Linked DNA regions of Dromaius novaehollandiae: region 2 is linked to region 1. The links are chromatin contacts, called in public Hi-C maps. All regions are on one chromosome and are shown on one strand. Each heading gives the region's core, a stretch centred on a gene start, on an enhancer-like site or on the middle of the called end of the contact. The rest is flanking DNA. Distances are from core to core; before and after follow the strand shown. Region 1 overlaps RNF150 (ring finger protein 150). Region 2 holds the start of RNF150 (ring finger protein 150).

Region 1 (2,881 bases), core at 40-2,539:
AGTGCAGTTATTGTATAGATTTTCCAGTGTTCTGCCTTACAATTTTCCTCCTTTGAATGTATGCTACAGTCCTTGAAGGGAAGTTTATGATTAAAAGGCAGTGATCAGGGCACAAGCCGTTATACGTCTCAAGACTGCAAGTCCTTGTTGTGACAATTAGTCTGTACTGAAATGACAATAGAGGTTATGCATAACAAAGGAAAATGCCTTGCAGCTTGTGCAGCTGGGGCTCTCTCTGGTTTTGTTTGTAGGTGGCTTGTTCCTTCCTGGTCGCTGTCCACAGAAAAGCTCATGACTACGCATGTAGTTTGGAATAAGCTGAGAATAAGACCTTACAGGCTGTGCAAACCAAGAAAACCCATAGCAATTTTCTGATTTCTATTTCATTAGCAATAATGGAGATTTTTTTTACCACTTTTTGGTTTTGTAGGTGCCAAAGTTACCAGTCTGCTAGGAATATGGGCCAGGACAAGCTGACTGTCTAAGCAGAAGAGGGAAGGCTTGATTTGCTGTTGTGACGCATCCCTTTTGCAGGGCCAAAATGGGAGAAACGCAGCCTGCTCCCTCCCGGCCCCTCTGCCGAAGGCTCGCTCGCGTGGGAGCCTTTGGTGCGGGGAAGGAACTCGGCTGCAGCTCAGGCCGTGCCACCCTCGCCCGCGCCTGGTGCTGCTGGCATCTCGAGTGACAAGCCGGACCGCTCCGGCGCAGCAGGGAGGGAAGGAGCCAGTTTCTCCCGGTAGCTTCATGCCAGCTTTGTGTAGCCCCAGCGGGAGGAGTACGCTGACAGTGCAGGCAGGGCTGGATTTGCAGGTAGGTCCTTTACATCATCCCGGTAGTGCAAAAGGGCCGCAACATAAACTAACATTAGGCCCATGGACATCTTTGGCTTGCAATGCAGTTCAGCTTAAGGGCTTAGCTTTAGATAAGCCCAGGTCTCAGGCAGATTGAGGGGAACCTCACTGCTCCCTAACCAGTGCTAACTGGGACCGCTGCCTAACAGCTCAAGATGTATCGCTACTTCATAAAGCAGCACTGTGCGTTAACTCGCTTGTTCGGTAGTGGCAAAATGTTTGAGCATATATTGGGCAACTAGTCTGACAGAAAAGAGTTGCCCTTGTTAAAGCAGTGATGAAAAACAATATAATGAAATACTTTAGGGGACAGGGCAAAATCAGGGTGGAACTGCTGTTTTAGTGAACTTTTTACATAGGGACAACTGCTGCAACACAAGTCCTTCCTTTATTTTAACAAGCTGTTACCTGAACTGATTGATACTCCTGCAGTGGCAAGAACACCAGATGGACTTTTTAGTCTGGGATTTGTTTGTGTACCAGATGGCAGCTGCAGGCTGGGACTGCAGAGGGAGGGAGACGAGTGCCCTCTGCTGCCCAGCTTCCAGTCTGCCAGGAAACGGTAAATCACTTTCTCTTTTTTGGCATTTATTGAAAAAATAAGGAAAAGTCCTGAGCATGAGCTATATTTCAAAGAGAGAAGTGAAAAAGGAAGGATGAATATGTTGTGCATTTTGAGTGAAAAGCCAGCAGATGAATATTCCATCTGAAATTAATCTCGCCTCTCCAAACTACTTTAATTGTGAATTGGTGGAAGCTATTTCTTACTGGAGTGAATGCCAAAAAAAGAAAAAAGAAAATAAAAAAGTAAAAAATAGTTTTCCCTTTTTTTATTTCCTCATTCTTTAGTCCTGTGTAGTGTTAAAAAAGATATAAAGATGCTTTGTTGCTCTGAATGTATGCAGTTATTACAGATGTCAGCTATCTAAATGTTTTGTACGTGTACATACTGCCATCCTTACTTCTTGTTTCATGTTAGGAACCTGAAAAGCCTGTACCATTTTGTAATTAGAAATGTAAAGGGGGGACAGTGGGTGGGGGGGGGTCTGTTATTTTTATAGCAAGATGTTCCTTGTATTTAGTAAACATTTTACATGATTTTGTACTTGTCAGAAAGATGCATTCCATCCATTTCCAGAAGAGAATTATTTTTGTTTGAAGTAGTTTATAAGCAAACCAAAAAAATTGTGGCATCCGGTCTGTATGCAGTTCATGAATCGAGCAGAAGCACTCTGGTTTCCAGGGATGGCTCCAAAGTTTGTCCCAGCAATGTCTCTTCTCACACACTGCAGAGCCATACCAGCAAATGCCAATTTTAAAAAGGGAAGAAAAAAAAACAAGCGAAATAACTACCCTATGCATTTTATTTTCTGTATCAGTGCATAGCTTACTGAAATAATTTCCAGTTAGGAGACGATGCTGTGTAACAGTGAAATTACCTGCTTTGGACACCAGGAGCCGGTTTCATTTTTACCTTAGCCTTTGGCCTCCCCTGTCCCCCTGCCCTTGCTCCTCGTCAGCCACCACAGGGGCTGCCAAGGTGCAGGGCTCATAGTCCTCGAAAGCTAAAAGGGGGGACAGGCTTGTTGCCCCCACGCACACTCTCCTGTTTCACTGCAGATCCACCAGGCTCAGAGCGGTTTTTTGGTGGAAGTTTTCGCTGGCGCTGAAACCGGGTCCTGCAGACTGAGCGTGTTTCCTTATTTTGACTGTGGAAACTACCCTTCATCGCCACATTAAAAAGATTTCCTTTGCTCAGCCAGCTACACCTTGATTTGTGAAACACCTAGCTAAAGACCATGGCAAAATCACACAGTGGCATTTGCATAAACAGTTCTGTTTTTTTAGTATCTTTCTTTTTTTTCTGCTACCTGTGAATCTTCTGCCACAACAGTGCAGTGGCAGTTTGTGAAGCGAGCTTCTTTTCTAGCATTATTTTCTGTACAGTATTGCAAGTATACTTCAAGTCTTTGCTGATATTTTATAATGTATACATCTTCCCCTCCAATGCACTTTATCTCTCTTGAAAA
Region 2 (2,712 bases), core at 194-2,693, 130 kb before region 1:
GATGGCTTTTGCTTCCCCGATGAAATCTCAACACTTTCTAATTAATATTGATTGCCATCTACTTTCTTTTCTCTGCATTCGTTCTACATAGTGACTTATTTTTCTTAATTGCTGATTTCACTTCTCCAGGAATGGGCTTTCAAGCAAAGTTATCCTCTCGCTTGATGGTAGAATTACAGCTTTTTGGTCACCCATTGTATTTCGCTATAAATTTCCCTACTTTATTCACATATTTGTCTGTTCATTTTTCTCCCAACTTCACTTTTTTCAACTTTGAGGAAATAACCCAGCAAGGCAGCAAGTGTGTGTGTATATAAAATACGGATAAGGCTGTCCTCTGTTTGCTCAGCTCAATTGCAACTATAAACTGGAAACCAGCGAATATTGCCACTAGTGAGATATTTATGCATCTTGCCTAAATCAAAGGGAGTGGTACTTCTAGCAGTAGATTTTAATCATAAGGTGGCTAACATAGGCAATATCAGAGATGGCCTTCTGTTACTGAACATAGTAAAACTGGAAAAGTGGAATTTTTGTTACTCACTTGTTTGGGATAGATGAATCTAGTCAGTTGTGTTTTGATGTTGTTGTATATTGGTATGAAAAGCATTTAAGTCTTGGCCAAAAAAAGTAACTCTGGAAGTCTGATACATTAAAATTCCCAAATCTGGGCTTTCCCTGAGGCAAGATTAAGCTTTTCTTTTTTGCACCTGTCCTTGGCATTTGAGTGTTTCCAGAGAAGTGCTCGGTCATTTTTTAAGGTTTCACACTGAGCATTTGTGTTTATGTCAGTAGCTCACCTGTCTTTGGTGAATGCGCTCATCAGCATCATTCACAGCTGTATAGTGAGAAATTGATTCAGTTTGTATTTTAAAGCTTGAACGCAGACACTGAAACGTAAGCAGCATTTAAAAAGCATTTAACAAGCGTTTTCCCCGCTAAACTGTATAGCGTAACTGCATTATAACGTCCGCGTTTGCAGTAACAACAGACACGTCCTCGGGATAGCCCAAGAGCTCTGTTTCTCTGAGGAACCCACCTCCTGTCAGACCACCTACCCCTCCGTGCTGCCGCTGACAGAAAAAGGCGCAGACGCTTCAGCAAGAGCCAAAGAGAGCATAAGTTTGTGTGTGCGGGCGTGTTTTTTAATTTGTCCTACAGCAGTCAGAAAAGGGGGGGGGGGGATCAAGGATAAATTAAAATTTAGAGGTGCGACTGAAAAAAAAGCACCCCGTATACTGGTGCTTTTCAGGCTGCGCGTTCTCCCCGCGCGAAGCGACCGTTACCCTCAGCCCAACGGCCGCCGCGGGGCTCGCTCGCCGCCGCACCCCAGAGGGGAGCGGGACGGGGGAGGTGCCCCCGCGCCGCCGGGCCGGGACCGGGGCCGCCCGTCTGCCGGCAGGTGCCGCTGCGGGGCCGCCGCGCCGCTCCGCTCCGCTCCGCTCCTCCCGCACCCGGCGGCCCCCCTCGGCCTCGTAGCCAGCGGCCCCGCGGGCGCCCGGCGCCGCCCGCCCGCGGCCCCGAGCGAGCCGGCGGCCGCGCGCCTCTGTGTGTGTGTGGAAATCCCCCCACCTCCTCCCCCGGCTGCCGGCTGCGCTGCGCTGGCAGCGGCGGCGGCAGCTGTGCGGGCAGGGCGAGGGAGGGGAGAGGGGCAGAGGGAAGCCAGGCGGCGGGGCGGGGAGGCGGGCGGGGAAGGGGCGAGCCCGAGGGAGCCCGGCGGCCCCGAAATGAATTAGGCTGCGGAGGGGAGGGCTCCCCTCCCCCCTTCCTCCCGCACGGAGCCCGGCGGGAGCAGCACCGCCTCGCACCGCGCCGCCTGCTCCAGTCGCGCACACACACACAGCGCAGGCAGGCGGCGGGGGCGGGCCGGGCGGCCGGGGGGGCCGGCAGATGAAGATGGCAATGTCTGTGATCCAAGCGTGCCGCAGCCTGGCTCTCTCAACATGGCTGCTGTCCTTTTGTTTCGTGCATCTGCTGTGCCTGGACTTCACCGTGGCCGAGAAGGAGGAGTGGTACACGGCCTTCGTCAACATCACCTACGCCGACCCGGCGGGCGGCAGCGCCGAGCTCCGCAGCGAGAAGAGCGAGTGCGGGCGCTACGGCGAGCAGTCGCCCAAGCAGGACGCCCGCGGGCAGGTGGCCCTCTCTGCCTCACCCACCGACCGCTACGCCTGCGACCCCGCCACCCGCTTCAACGCCCCCGCGCCGGGCAAGAGCTGGGTGGCCCTCATCCCGCGCGGCAACTGCACCTACAGGGACAAGATCCGCCACGCCGCCGCCCAGAACGCCTCTGCCGTGGTCATCTACAACGTGGGCTCCAGCAACGCCAACGAGACCATCACCATGCCCCATGCAGGTGAGTGGTGGCCCGCCCAGGAGGCGCGATGCTTGCCCTCGCCGCGTGCCCACCGGGCCCCACTTCCCCATGGCGGGGCCTGTGTGGCGGCCCACTCTGCCAGCGCGGTGCGGCCCCCCAGGCAGGAGCTGGTGGTTGGACAGGCGTCCTCCTCGCACCTCCTGGCAGGGCCTCGCCAGGGTGCCCCCGGGGGGGCTGCAGGCACTCCTCTCCGCGCTGCCCTGGCGAGGCATTGACGTGCGTGCCGCCGGCAGCGATGTGCGCCAAGTTCAGGAGCTTGTAAAGTTTGGGCCGCTCGGAGGAGCGGAGGGACCCCGAGCCCACCATCTAGGCTTTGCTGGGTCCTGAGGATCCTC

Evidence for each region. Hi-C and Micro-C count contacts between places; a contact is called where the count stands out from the background.
Region 2: a Hi-C map of brain shows a contact between it and region 1, with 4 times the contacts expected there. The contact joins the promoter of RNF150 here to the enhancer-like site in region 1. A contact is called at or near these places in 2 of 4 Hi-C or Micro-C datasets (brain and liver).

What each region holds. Positions count from the first base shown.
Region 1 is chr4:35,327,754-35,330,634 of bDroNov1.hap1, reverse strand. RNF150 (ring finger protein 150) reads left to right here. Exons shown (of 7, transcript XM_026106141.2): 7 at 1-2,881. Among named protein-coding and RNA genes, the nearest start is that of TBC1D9, 27 kb to the right of the region's middle. Within about 2 kb of position 1,289, at least 1 of the 2 cell types and tissues checked has open chromatin away from gene starts, as enhancers often do.
Region 2 is chr4:35,456,111-35,458,822 of bDroNov1.hap1, reverse strand. RNF150 (ring finger protein 150) reads left to right here and starts at 1,443. Exons shown (of 7, transcript XM_026106141.2): 1 at 1,443-2,356. The coding sequence starts at 1,891.